Linked DNA regions of Columba livia: region 1 is linked to region 2. Evidence: chromatin contacts called from public Hi-C data. All regions are on one chromosome and are shown on one strand. The core of a region is the stretch at or near the end of the contact, and the rest is flanking DNA. Distances in the headings are between cores, read along the strand shown. Region 1 overlaps GUCY2C (guanylate cyclase 2C). Region 2 has its middle 43 kb from the start of PLBD1.

Region 1 (3,069 bases), core at 116-2,615, 65 kb after region 2:
AGAGCTCTTTGGTCACATGTAACCAAATCTATGTAGCTACAGATGGTGCCATCAGACCTAGAGACAGCAGAGATAGGAAAAAAAAATAAAAAGGGGTAGGGGGGAAGTAAATGGAGCAGATTTAGGGCTTCCGCTTCAGCTTCTCCACCTCCTCTAGTGGACTAGGGGACGCTCAAAGAATAGTCACTGCTTGGCTGGCTGTACCAGGGAATAGAAATGATACGACCTCCTCTGTTCAGAAACGCTGATACAGTGGCTTTTCTACCAGATGAAGAATAGGCGAAATCTAAGGACTGTTTGGGCAATGGTGAAAGTGGGGTATAGGAAAGTGGTGGTGTGGAGAGGGAGAACCATATCAAAAGGAAGGCAAAAGAACTGCAGGAGCTGGTCATAGGGATTTTAGCAGCCTGGAAAGCTGGAGCTGGGCTTGAAAAGGGCAGATGCTGTGATGAGAGGAACTGGAGCTGAAGGGCTATGAAGAGACTTATGTAAAGCAAGAAGCCACTCAAGTAAAAAAGACAGCGTGCCTGGATCTTGGGAAGCTGTGGTTTGGGAAAAGCAATACAAGAACTTCATGGAAATGCTTAAGGTCCAGAGGCTCCAACACAGCATCAGGTCAAGGAACAGCAGAGGCTGCAAATCATCCAAATGACAGTAAGTTTCCCAATATTCCTAGGCACATACAAGTTTTCAGGAAGATTTTGTGAACCATCTCTGCCTAACATGGCTAATAATGCTCAGTAGTCATTCCACAGAAAAATTGTGGTGTACCACCCATCCTCGGACTCCATGTTCTGTCCCTATTACCAACAGTGCAGGGAAGAACTGATTGTTAATTCCCAGTCCCAGTGCGGTCACTGGGCATTTGGTTGCTCCCTTCAAAGAGACTGGAATTTCTCACTCCTTTTCGTAAACAGAGCCGGTACTAATCCCTGTTTTCTTAGGAGACATCGGAGGGCAAACTGCAAAGGGTTAAAAAATACCATGTGTTTTCATATGCTATAAGGAGGAAGGGAATGAAACTTAATGCTGAATGTTAACTCAACTTGAAAGGCATTAACAAGGCCAACAAACTGTGACAATTTGGATTAAATGGGCTTTAATAAAGAGCAAGATTTTCAATATCTCTTTAGAACAGCCACAGTGGAGTCATTCATTGTGGAGACCAAATCTAAACTGATGCATGTAGGGAAATGGAAGAACTGTCCAGCCGCAAACCAGCAATAGGAATTGGAGAGCAGCTGAGCACTAGCAAAAAGGCAGAGGTAATTCTCTACATTACCTGCAAAGGTATAATGAATTATTATACCTGTGAATTATAAAGGTTCCTTAACTACCAGCTAAACAGGTACAAGTCTTTAATGTAGAACAGAATTTCCTTTACTGTTCATATTGAGTCTTCCTACTACAAGGACATGTTGAATGCTACTGAAAACCGGTGTTGATTTCTGTACAGGATGAATTTCTTCTCTAACTGCCTGAATTGGATAGCTCTAGTTTACAGTTTCTCACTCCAGTGAGTGAGAAAATCGGGATGCAAATTAAGCAGTTTATTTTGAAAAACTTCATTCTGTCTCTGGATACAAATTGGAATAATTCCAGCATTTTGAAAAAACACGGTTTTTCTTTATATGCCTTGCCTGAGGCCAGGGAGCAGTGTGTTTTGCGGGTCTTGTGACTGCACAGGCCCTACCAATCAGAGCCACTGGTCAACAGATTGTAACCCTCTGATCTTTGAATTACATTTCTTTTGGGCATACTTTATTTATTTAGAAATAGCACAAAGACAGCTCTGGCTCCCATTTCCTCCTTCAGTTTGAGAGCCACTGGCTCCTCCTGCCTCATACACCTATGCCTGGGAGAGGAAAGAGTGGAAAGTTATGCATCCTCTAGCAAGGAAAGGAGAAGACTGTGAGAATTGCCCTTGTGCAGAGGATCTGTTCTGCAAGACAGGACAGGTTGATTAACATTGCACTGTCAGCAGCCCACTTACCTTGGCAATATCGTACATGACAGAGATTTTAAATTCCCAGTCCATGAATGTGCCGTCAGGGTAGGAGATTTTATCATTTAAAACATCCTGTGAAGAGAAGAAAAGAGTGGTTCTAAATGAGACCAGGGAAAAAGGAGATGAGATATGAGTATCTAAATCACACACCCTTTCAACAAGTGAGTGAAAGAGGTAGCCTTCATTTTTTGTAGGGAGTACATGCACTAGAGTAAGACTTGACTCAGAAAACAGGGAATATGAAAAATATTTTGTGCAATTAAAGGTAAATAGTGAATTTCCTTTGAAAGCTGAGTCTTTAATAAAGCAAAATAGCTGAGACAGAAATGGGCAAGGTGTGCAAGAGGAAGGGAAAGGAATTTCTGTGGTCTGTGCTCACAGTAAATTTCCTATCAATTTACTCATGGCCTTATGAGTTCAAAGTAGGCTTTTCCTTTATCTTAAAAGTGCCAGTCATTCACAGCTCTTCCAGCCACTATGGTTTCCATTGCTAAAAGTAAACCTCCATGAGTAGGACAGTTTACAAGAAAAGAACTAGAGATAGAGCTGTTATTTTGCTGCCTTGCTATGAGTTTATTCCAGAAATCACTGCTACTGATGAGACTGTTTGTATGAACTCAGAAGCAGGGACACTGTGTGCCTGCAGAAGAGCTGATGTCATCACTACTTCATGATCACAGAATCATAGAATGTCCTGAGTTGGAAGGGACCTACAAGGAAGAGTCCAACTCCTGTCCCTGCATATGACAACCCCACAGTTCACACCATGCGTCTGAGGGTGTTGTCCAGTCTCTTCTTGAACACTGTCAGGCTTGGGGCTGTGACACCTCCCTGGGGAGCCTGTTCCAGTGCTCCAGCACCCCTGTGTGAAGAACCTTTTCCTAATGTCCAACCTAAACCTCCCCTGGCACATCTTCCTGACATTCCCTTGGGTTCTATTGTTGGTCGCCAGAGAGAAGAGATCAGTGCCTGCCCCTCCTCCTCCCCTTGTGAGGAAGCTGCAGACCACACTGAAGTAATATTGGTAGTAATAAACCACAAGTCTTTCCATAACTCTTGCC
Region 2 (3,162 bases), core at 430-2,929:
TGGGTTTGACCTCTAGAAAAGTACTCTTTATTTTAGCAAGAGGCTTTGGGCAAAGTACAAGTGCTGACTTTGGCTTTTCACAGCACCCTTAGAGCCCTGAGCCTGCAGCAGCGGCCACAGGGTGCCCACCTGGTCTGCTGCTCAAGCCAGGGGCTGTTCTGTGCAGCACTAATTACATCAGTCAAGGTTAATGAAATCAGGAGCAATAAAAAAGGTGGTTTTGTGCAGGGATCAAGAAAGTCTGTGTCCCCCACCCTGTTGCTTTTTGAGGGTAGAAGTCAGGTACAGCACCATGAAGTATGTTGTGCAACCTAGCTGAGAACCAATAAACTGCCTTACTAGAAGGCAGCGGGTAACAGCTGCCTCTTGGACCCAGCTCTGCTGCTGAGTTGTAGAGAACTCAAAAAGTACTAAAACTTGCAGTTACTGACATGCCTTCCTTGAGTTAGTGCTGGGCCCATACTACAAGGGCATATAATTAATTAGTGATGGTAATAATTGGTTTCTTGGCACTTAATAAATCTTGCTTCAGGTCACTGACCAAAAGATGATGGACTCCAGTGAAGTGATGCCTGAACACAGTCACATTTGAAAGTCCTGAGTTTCTCAAACTGCCTGTTTAGCCTGAGCATACAAATGGCACAGAGTTTAGAGCACTACTTTATCATACAATGTAGTAGTGTAGCCACACTGCCACACTGCTCAAGCACTGTTGCAATTGCAGTTTGTGCTGGTATAATGCAAAGTGAATAAGTGAACAACCAGAGCACTCAGATTGTTTCGCTGCAGGGCAGCTCTGCCAAACACTCAAGGGTTATGCCTGGAAAGATGCTACAGCCTCAGAGCAGAATGTACATAGAGGTTAGGTTGGATAGAACAAGGGCTAGTGGGTACAAACTGGAACACAAAAGGTTCCACTTAAATTTGAGAAGAAACTTCTTCTCAGTGAGGGTGACAGAGCACTGGAACAGGCTGCCCAGGGGGGTTGTGGAGTCTCCTACTCTGGAAACATTCAAAACCCACCTGGATATTTCCTTTGTAACCTCATCCGGTCATTCCTGCTCCAGCAGGGGGATTGGACTGGATGATCTTTTGAGGTCCCTTCCAATCCCTGACATTCTGTGATTCTAGTGTGTAACATAAGGAAACTAAGAAAAAACAGGAATGTGCGAAGAAGTAACGTGACCCAGCAGCACTGCACCAGGACACTGACAAAGTCATAAAGTTGGTTAGTCCCTGGGGAGCACTGTGCAGTTTTGCCGGGACAAGCACTGCTGAGACCTCACATGGGTTTCTGCTGTTAGAAGAGCAGTGTTGACAGGTACTGCCACCTCTGAGAGAGCCAATGTGCTGAAATGAGACAGGCGAGCAATGGTGAGTTACTGGATTTCAGAAAGCAAGGATGGTAAAAAAGCAAAAGCTTTCATTATATGCTGGGAGGATTCATTTTCTCCATAGGCATCATTCTCTAGTGACTGAACAACAGGTTTCTTTTTTTTATTGTGAGAGCAGTTTATCGTAACCGCCTCCCAGTTCCATCCCCATGCCAAATGCAGTCCCTCTCCAGCCAAGCTTGAAAACCCAAAGTTTAAAAGGCAGAAGCCACAGGACTTGGAGAAACCTGGAAGCCAGGCATGGAAAATGGGACAGCTTCTGCCACAAACCCTCTTTTTCTACCAGTGAGATCTGCAGAGGGGAATGAGATGGTGAAAGAGACCTTTTAACTTTGTGCAGCTGCCTGAGAATTAAGCTGTCACTGCTCGTGCCCCTGCCTGTAGGTCCATGCTGCCCTACTCAAAGCCTCCTCTGGTCCCTGACGTTGCTGTGCCGGGGACAGGAGCTGGAGCCAGCTGCTGTGGTCATGGTTGGCAGATCAATCCAGGCTGGCCTGCTGACAAAGGAAGCACATGGGACAGAGGAATGTACTGACCTTTAACAGCACAACCATCAGAGGAAAAATAAAATAGCCACAGTCACATGGATTAGAGTCCTAAGGCTCATATGGACCCACTGATGTCAACATTTACTCATAGAAATAAGGGCTCTTAAAAGGAGAGCTGTGTTTTCCCACAACTCTGGGTTTGAGCACAAAGCCGCTCTTGCCTCAGGGTAGGAGGCTCAAGGTGGGAGAAAGGCAAAGCTCCCACTTCCATGTGTGTTTACAAACAGGCACATCCCATCTGTGAGCACGTCACATCTGCTGCCTGCAGTACCTGCAGGAGGAAGCATCCAGGTGTGCCCTGGATCGAGAATGCCATTCAACACACTAATCAACTGGCAATTTCTGGTGACCAGCTTTTAAACAATACTTATCTATTAGTATTTTTATCTAAGGTTGGGTGAAAAGGCAGTAAATACAACCTGCAATGTTGCTGAGTTGCTTAGGAGTGACAGGCAAGTAGCCAACAGCCATCCTCCAGCCACTCTGGGCGTCCAGCCTCAACATGCAACAGATTCTCAGTTCTTTGCTTGCTGCCAGCTCACATCCTTATGCTGCCCTTCATGGGCCAGCTCAAGTCCTTCTTTGAAGTGTTCTCCTTAAAGCCTTTTACAGCAGTGGCTCTGTAGCTGCCAGTCTCCAGTACAGGAGTTTAAAACATGTCCCTCCAGGCAGTGACCGGCAGCAAACACCTGAGGGCTTCACAAAAAAGTACTTAGTTCATATTTGGTGCCTAGCCAAAAACCATCAAGATTGCTGTGCTGTAAGGCTGGAGCTGCAATCAGTGAGTCAACAGTGAGAGCTCAAAAAGCTGACAAACCAGGCAGAGGGTAAGCCAGCCCTGATGACAGCCAGCAGGAACAACAGACAAACCCTCCCAGCCTCCAAGCAAACACCACCAGGTAAGCGACACACGGTGGGTAGAGCTTCCCTGCAGGCAGAGCTGCCAGGGCCCAGAGGTGGGGCTGTGCACCTGTGCAGCGCTGCCCTCTCTTGTGCCTCACAAGAGGCACCAAGCAAACATCACACTCATGCCCCTCCAGCATGGGCACAGCTGCGGCTGGCACACGCACCAACGCTGACACCTGGGGTGTGGCTGGGCACCACGGCTGAGTCCTCTTGCTCAGTGAATTTTAGTCAACAAAGAGCTGCACTGCAGCGCAAAAAGCAGCTCTGTGGCGAGTGCTTCAGCAGTCAGTCTTGTCACACAGTGGTCTCCTGTC

What was found. A called contact is a pair of places that touch in the nucleus more often than the background predicts.
Region 1: a Hi-C map of liver shows a contact between it and region 2, with 2.4 times the contacts expected there. The contact joins two enhancer-like sites. A contact is called at or near these places in 2 of 2 Hi-C or Micro-C datasets (crop and liver).

The regions. Positions count from the first base shown.
Region 1 is chr1:170,648,781-170,651,849 of bColLiv1.pat.W.v2, forward strand. GUCY2C (guanylate cyclase 2C) reads right to left here. Exons shown (of 27, transcript XM_005507839.4): 16 at 1,994-2,080. Among named protein-coding and RNA genes, the nearest start is that of PLBD1, 23 kb to the left of the region's middle. Within about 2 kb of position 1,366, at least 1 of the 3 cell types and tissues checked has an H3K27ac peak away from gene starts, as active enhancers do.
Region 2 is chr1:170,583,207-170,586,368 of bColLiv1.pat.W.v2, forward strand. No RefSeq gene overlaps it. Among named protein-coding and RNA genes, the nearest start is that of PLBD1, 43 kb to the right of the region's middle. Within about 2 kb of position 1,680, at least 1 of the 3 cell types and tissues checked has an H3K27ac peak away from gene starts, as active enhancers do.